2 separate regions of the Zea mays genome follow, and region 1 is linked to region 2. A link is a contact called in public Hi-C data. All regions are on one chromosome and are shown on one strand. The core of a region is the stretch at or near the end of the contact, and the rest is flanking DNA. Distances in the headings are between cores, read along the strand shown. Region 1 has its middle 40 kb from the start of LOC100279736. Region 2 has its middle 16 kb from the start of LOC103650151.

Region 1 (4,186 bases), core at 1,012-3,511, 300 kb after region 2:
CGTAGCAGATAAGGCCTTCACAGGAAGCTGACTGGGGGTTTGCCACTAACATAACTAGAACTCGTCGTAGTCCTAGAACTCCTCAAAGTCCTCCATGTTGCCTACATCTCCTCCTTAGCACTGAATACAGTGCGGACAACCTGGGGTGGGGTGGTTTTTAAAGCAAGGGTGAGTACACATCAACATACTTAGCAAATGTCTCGTTTGGCTAAAGTGGACTAGCTGTATGTGGAGTTAAGGTTAAGCAGTTGCTTTTAGTTGGTCAAGTATTTATTACTAATAGTAGAGCCAAAGTTTAGTAATAAACCCAGTTATTACCCAAATGTACTCCCTCCAAGAGGAAATACAAGAGATCATAATTATAACCATCATCATTAACCATCATCATAAAAGTATCCAAAATTCTTCTAATCAAAGAGGATTCCAAGGCTACTCTTAACAGTGAGTACGATTGATATACCAGTTTCTAACACTTTGAAGAGGTCACACACTTTACCCACAAGTCGTGATTCTCTTTCTACCCGGAGAGCGCTACTCCCCATTGACCACTACCTAGGTGGCCTGGTAGGGTATCACTACGTAGCCTTTACAAAGACTCCCCTAGTGCATATCTGCTCGTTAGGTTTTGCCAGTCGTACAAACACAGTACACCTCCCTAAGGTGGGTGACTAACAAACCAAATCGAATGAACCTCGGCACCCACCCTTAGCAGAGCGAGCACTATGCCCCGGCCCCCATTGATGGCCCTCCAGCAAAGCCAACTACACCCCAGGTTCATCTAATTATTCGGCTAAGGGTGTCCCATTGCACTATTATACTGGGTGGTCACTTTACGAACAGGTCCTTACAAAGAGGTACTCAGGAAACATCCTGAGTCCCCTAATGTATTACAAGATCATCATCGGGATAACATCATCGTATCATAAATATTCACATCATGTGCGTTGATTAAGTTAAAGCAATAGCATAAAGCTAACCATAGTAACCCAAAAAGGTAACAAGGACAAAATGAATACAGAGTACTCAATCCTTAGTTTTCAACAAACTAATGTGGGACGGTGAATTATAAAGTAAGTAGGGCATAGTAGGTAAGAGGACACTTGCCTTCACCATGTTGCTGCTTAGGAAGGTCTTCAGCAACACACTCAGGAACCACGAGTTGCTCGTCGTCTAAATAAAGCGATCATGTATTCAATACATTTGGATAAAGACAAATGAACAACACACCAATCGTGTACAAACAAGTGAACACATCCCAAAAGAACAACATAAAATTGAGAGGTAGTTTAGGTTATAGGGTGAACTAACACATTTAGAAGTTTGTTATTCTCTAAGTATTATCTATCTCCATAGGTTACATAATTAGGTTCTACTTATTTTAATGAGGCACAACACTTACACCTGGGATAGATTCATACTTGCATATTATTAGTCGCACAAGATTAAACATTTAATTACCACTACGATTTCCTTTTTATTTATCTTATTAAGTAAATAAACTACTACATAAACTACCCTATAGTCTAGGCATAAAATTAGAATGTGCAGACAGTGAATGATCATAATTTCTTTGGATAGAGGTTAATCCTATGAACATTTTGCAATTTGTATAACTCAATTTGGAGTTCATATGCAAAAGATATGAAATAAAAAAGTTTTGAAGTTTAAAATACAAAATTAAGTCCAATTCTGTGATTAAATAAAAGTTCAGGGTTCAATCTGCAAAATTATAGGGGTCTATGTGTAATACCCAACTTATGTGCAATAAAAAGTGGAGTTAATATTTTTTATAAAGGTGCTCTTCCTTTATGATCATATGCAAAGTATTATATATGCATGTCATGTTGATTTTCTTAGGAGGTGCATCTTAGTGGAAACCTAGGGATCCAAACCTTAATTGAATTCAAATTCAAAAGGAAGGGATGGGAGATCAAAGTTAGAAAAGAAGTTGTAAAAATAAGTAAACTATTCCTCCTAGAAGTAATTAATAGGAAGCAAAATGAATAATATTAAGGCAAAGAGTAGGAGTTATATTACCATTGGTACTTTATGGTGTATCTTAAAAATCAGAAATCCAAAACATGAATTTAAATTTTGTTTGAACCCTTCAAATTGGAATTTGGATAGGAAAAATTAAAAAAAGGGAAAGAAAACTAGATGGGCTCGAGATTGCGCTTTCAGCCCACCCAACCCCCTCTGCCGCGCGGCCCAGTTCTACTGTGGGCGCCGACACATGGGCCCCACCCGCTAGACACTATGCCACGCCTGATTCCTCCTCCCCTCACTGGTCCACGGGCCCACTCGTCAGGATCTCCCCCTTTCCCCGCTTGGTCACAAACAGAAGCTGTGGGTGTCGCTCTCCTCTCGGCGCGCATGGCGCGCGTGCCGCGATCCGTGGAGTCCGTTGAAGCCAACGTCAGCTGGGCAATAAATATCCTGCGCCATCCCCTCCACTCGACGCCAACCACGCTCCTCATCCTCTCTTGCCGTAACTCGCCTGGCTTCCTGCTCCGAGCCACGCTCGCCTGGGCCTCAACGCCATGGCCGCGGATGTCATGCAGGTGGTGTTTCGGTAGTAGAGACTGGAGGGCGGCGCGATAGTGGGGGCCACATAACCTCCCCTCCTCACCCTTTTCTTTTGTTGGTGGTGCTGCCACCGAATACCACCATTGCCGTTGAAGGGAAGAGCACCACCGTCGGTGGCACTCATGGGTTGCCGCACGCTGCTTCTAAAGGTGGGAGCAATGGGTTTGCTTGGTTCCCGTGATTGTAATGGTGACCGCTCTGGTGACAAATGTCCACAGGGAGCACCGCAATTACTCGCCGGAACGGTCCGTTCACCGTTGGCCGCAGGATGCCATGGCCGGGGGGTACACGCGGTTCATTGCAGGTAATACATACCTATGTCGTGTTCCCTGTTGCTTCATCTCTCTGATACACCCAGTTACAAAGGAAGCTGAGCACCTGGGGTTTTGATCGTCGCGCTCTGGCGAACTTCACCGCGGGCGCTTATGCGCCGCCTCCTAGGCGTGTCGGGGGTAGAAGAAAGGTGCGGGGTCGTGGATCCATTAACGGGCGGCCCAGATTGGTTCTGGCATACCGCTTGGGGTATTTGGATATGTGTCATCGATCGGCAGATGAAGGGTGTAGAGCAGAACGACAACTTAAAAATCTGAATCGTTGGATGAAGATCCAACGAGTACGATTGCGTACCGGTTCGTAGTTATAAAAATCTAATCTGGACCGTTCCCTTTAAATCCAACGACTCTGGTTGCCCACGCATTATAACAGTCATGGTCTTTTTTTCTAAAAGAACCCTCACCCTTTTGACTTGTGAACTCGCCATCCCTTTCCATGTTAAGTAATTCGGTATAGGCCCCTAGTTTTTATAGAGTGCACCCTATGCTCTCTGGAAATTATATCCGCGGTCCAGAGCCATTGGGAAAACTCAGGATTAATTCAGAAATTGATTTCTAGTAGAAAAATAATTCTAGAAACTGATTTAATTCATATTTAATTGATTTTAACTCCAAATTGAGTAATTCCAGTTGCAATAATTTTGTTCTAATATTGTTTATCATCTAGTATCTTTGTTTAGCCATGAAACTTGAATTAAAATTATTCACTTGATTTATTCTAAACTAAGCACTTAATAAACTTCGAAAATTCATAACTCCTCTGTTTTAATTCCGAATTGACCCGTTCAAGTTGCGTTAGCTTCATATGAATATTTACTATGCAGTAACAACATTTATTGTACCATGCCTCATTCTTTTATAATTAGATCTTTATTTAACTTATGTTGGTTAGTCTTGTCAATCTGCCTATCATTATAATCTACTAAAATATGTTATATGGTCAATTTATAATTAAAGTTGAATTAATTACTACTCTAGGTTATCTTTTCTCTTGATTTATAAGATAAGCATAAAACTTAGTTTTAATCAGTTAATCACACCATAACTTGATGACCGTAACTCCGATTTTAGTGATTCTCGAACCCACGATTTTAGATTATTATTGCTACGACTAGCAGTGAGGTCACGAGTCATCTGAAGATCATCCTGGTACCTAGAATCTCAAGTCCCAGGCAAGTTGTGCCCTTGATCACTTCTTTTTACCCAGTCATGTTCTGATTAATCATAATGATCTGCATAGGTTAATTTTGATGGGGCCCAATAGGTTA
Region 2 (3,727 bases), core at 845-3,344:
AGTTCTACTAACTTTAGTGAGACACACAATTATACCAGGGATCAATTCTTACATGGCACATTATTAATCTCACCACATTAAATATTCATTTGCAACTTGGGTTTCTCTTCATTTATTTTATTAAGTGACTAATTCCACACATACACTAACCTATAGTCTAGGTATAAAATTAAAGTGCAAAGACTGTGGATGAATATAATTTATTTGAACAGAGAATATTCTTATGAACATTTTGCAATTTGAACCACTCAATTTGGAGTTCATATGAAAAAGATATGAAATAAACAAGTTTTGAAGTTTAAAGTATGAAATTAAGCCTAATTCTGTGATTATTTAAAAGCCTAGGGTTCAATCTGCAAGATCTTAGGGGCCTGCGCGCGAAAACCAGGGACAGCGGGTTGATTCTCGAAAACCCGAGGGTTTCTTACGCAAAACTACCACGCGAAAGGGTATTGGGTACTCTGGACCGCACGATCCCGAGCGGACGGCCGAGATTAGATCTCGCGGCCGAGCACGCGGGCGCGCGGCGAGCGCTGACAGTTGGGCTCGGGGTGTCATCGACCCATGGCAGGGCTGACAGGCCGGACCCAACGGCAGGGGCGCTGGTGAGGGAGAGAGTGAGGAACGGTCGGATCTAGATCGAAGGGCTAAGATTAGATCCGCTCCGATTAAATCTAAACCGCTTGATCTCAGACGGACGCCCGAGATCCAATAGCCGGTGGCTGGACATGAGCGTGGTGGCGCCGCTCGGTCTCGCGGTGGGGTCTCGCCGGAGACAAGGGGGACGACCACTCCGGTGCTCTAGGGGCTTAGGGAAAGGGTCAGACGCATTCAGGGCGACACGACGAACACAACCATGGGCATCACGCCGGCGTGGGAGCACCAGAGGGCGCAGACCACGGCGGAAAGGTCCCGAGGCGGCGCAAACCTACTCCGGTGAGCAATTGCGCGACAACCAGGACAATAAACAGAGAAATAGAGGCAGGGGGAGGTTGCTTACCACAAGCGCGAACTCAGAAGCGTCTGGAGGACGGCGGGGAGGCGGTGAAGTCCTGGGTCGACGGCGGTGGACTCCGGCTGCACAGGAAACACTACGGTGAACGCGGACCGTATAAACCAGAGGGGTTAGGGGCAAACCAAGGGGTGTCCCGAGCTACTGGTGGTGCGGCGGAGCTGTAAGGCCCAAAATGTGTATAAGAAAATAATAATAATAATAATAATAATAATAATAATAATAATAAATATATGAAAAAAATAAAATAGCAAATTTAGATTCCTCAAATTATACTTGTATGTTGAAAATTGAGGACTGAATTCTGAAAATCGAGAATTATTTTAGAAAAAGAAGTAATAGAAAGGTTTTCTATTCAACAAAATGATTATTCATTTCATTAAATGATACACTAAAAGACTTTATTTAAATGAGTATTGCTAGGTAAAGATAGTAATAAAATTAGATGACTCAAGTCTTGTCGAGACTTTTAAAATTTATTTTTAAACACAGAAAAATAAATAAATGGGATGATTTCCTATTGATTTGGGAAATACCCCCCAATCATTATTATGTTTAGAAGCATTTGCTTAACCGAGATAATAAATAACTCAAATAAAAAACTATGCTTGCTTCATGATTGGGTTTCATGTGTTGTTGCACTTATAACCAAATTTGAAACTCAGATTTGAATTTAGAATTATGAATTTAAACTTGAATTTGAAAATAAGTAAAAGAAAGAGAATAAAGAAAAAAAGGAAAGATGTTATACAAAATAAATAAGTAAATAAATAAAAAAATCTACCCATACTAGTATGTTTATTTTGTAATTTTAATTTGAGTGCAAGTTCACATTTAAATTTGAATTCAAAAGTTGAATAAAAAAGATTAGAGAAGGAGAATAGAAAATAAAAAGGAAAAGGTGAAAGCGCTACTTGGGCTGAGACCCCACCGTCGGTCCATTTAAAAGCACATCCAACCAACCCGCAATTCCGCCAGCACTGACATTTGGGCCCCGCTAATCATTCTCTCTACGTGTCCGCAAACCAGCCTGCACACTGACCATTTGGGACCACTTGCCAACCTGACTTCGCCTGCCACTGATGCGTGGGTCCCATGCGCCATACGTCGCGGTGCATTTTCCCCCTGCACGCACACGTTCACGCGTCTCTCTCCCCGTTCTTTTTTTCTGTTTCACCTACATGTGAGCCCCATCGGCCGGTCGTCTTCCTCGCGCGGATTTTGCTCCATGGACGAAGCTAACAACCAGACCTCGTCAACCTCCCAGCCGATTCGGCCGCGGCTGTTGCGCCATCGCCGTGACCTACAAAACTGAGCCCCGCCTCTTGCTCAACCACCTCGCATCGTCACTAGAGATCCCTCGCCATCGAGAAAGAGCAGAGTCGCTGAGAGAAGGGAGGGGTTCCTGCCGCACCTACGAATCGACGATGCCGCCGCCCAAATCCCGGTGGAAAGGAGTGGAGAATCACCCATGCAAGTGGAGTATGGCCGCTGCATCGCTCGGTGTTGTGGGGGCGCCTCGTCACCGCAATTCCTCGTCGGAATCTGAATTTGCCCGTGATCCGCGCCGCATCGCGAGCCGTGAACTACAGACGGCATTCCCGCCCCGATAAGCCTTCAAACGGGTATGTTTCCTTCTCCCCTTTAAAACAGCATGAGATTCGCTAGGATTGTGCCAGTGGATGGCCGGAATTGCCAAACTCCGGTGAGGGCGCCACACAGACCGCGTCTGCTGCACCGCGCCGATAGATGAGGAGGTAGGGGATGCATGAGCCTTTGATCGTTGGGCGTGCGGCTAGGATTAGAATCGGTGTACCGATTGGTGGGGATCAATCCGGACCGTTGATTGGTAATCATGTGGTCAAGGATGCGTACCGCTTCGTTAGATACCTAAAGCTAATCATGTCCGTCTATTTTTAATCGGACGGTCCGGATCGGGTGTTCCCTCTTGGTCGCATGCATTTTATTAAAGAACCCTCGTGGATCCACAAAACCAACCCGCAGTCCTGCGTTGTGGGCCCTGATTCTTGGGAATTCTTGCGCATATGCCGCTGCCTTTCTCGGGAATTATGCGCCCAGTCCAGAGATTTATAAAATCCAGTAAAAGTAATTAGAAAATGATTTTTATGCAAAAATAAATGCTAGAATTTGTTTAATTCATAGAAAATTCATATGAAGTCCAAATTAATTCATTCCAATTCCTATAATTTTGTAATATTATTGTTTATCATCTAGTACCACTGTTTTGACATGAAAACAATAATAAAATTGATTCCCTAATTAATCTTATATCAAATACATAAAACCTTTGGAAATTCATAACTTCCCCATTTTAATTCCAAATTGATCCGTTCCAGTGGCAATAATTTTATTTTAATATTGTTTATCACCTAGTAATTCTGTTTACCCATGATACTTGAACTAAAATTATCCACATGAGTTATGCTACTCCAAGTACTTGATAACTTCAGAAATTCATAATTAAATAACCGTAACTCCGAATTTAGTGATACTGGTTCCTACGATCTCGTTACGCAGCGTAGATTATTATTACGCAGTTTGTTCTTATGTTTGGTGTGATGTTAATTTTATCTATACCATGTTTGTTTGTATTGCTACGACTAGAAGTGAGGTCACGAGGATCTGAAGAATCATCCTGGTACCTGGAATCTCAAGTGCCAGGCAAGTTGTGCCCTTGATCACTTTTGTTTACCC

The links. Hi-C and Micro-C count contacts between places; a contact is called where the count stands out from the background.
Region 1: a contact with region 2 is called in a Hi-C map of bundle sheath, with 5 times the contacts expected there. The contact joins two enhancer-like sites. A contact is called at or near these places in 2 of 25 Hi-C or Micro-C datasets (bundle sheath and endosperm).

The regions. Positions count from the first base shown.
Region 1 is chr3:64,142,305-64,146,490 of Zm-B73-REFERENCE-NAM-5.0, forward strand. No RefSeq gene overlaps it. Among protein-coding and RNA genes, the nearest start is that of LOC100279736, 40 kb to the left of the region's middle. Within about 2 kb of position 2,262, at least 16 of the 20 cell types and tissues checked have an H3K27ac peak or open chromatin away from gene starts, as enhancers often do. A contact at or near this core is called in bundle sheath, where this site is marked.
Region 2 is chr3:63,843,162-63,846,888 of Zm-B73-REFERENCE-NAM-5.0, forward strand. No RefSeq gene overlaps it. Among protein-coding and RNA genes, the nearest start is that of LOC103650151, 16 kb to the left of the region's middle. Within about 2 kb of position 2,095, at least 17 of the 20 cell types and tissues checked have an H3K27ac peak or open chromatin away from gene starts, as enhancers often do. A contact at or near this core is called in bundle sheath, where this site is marked.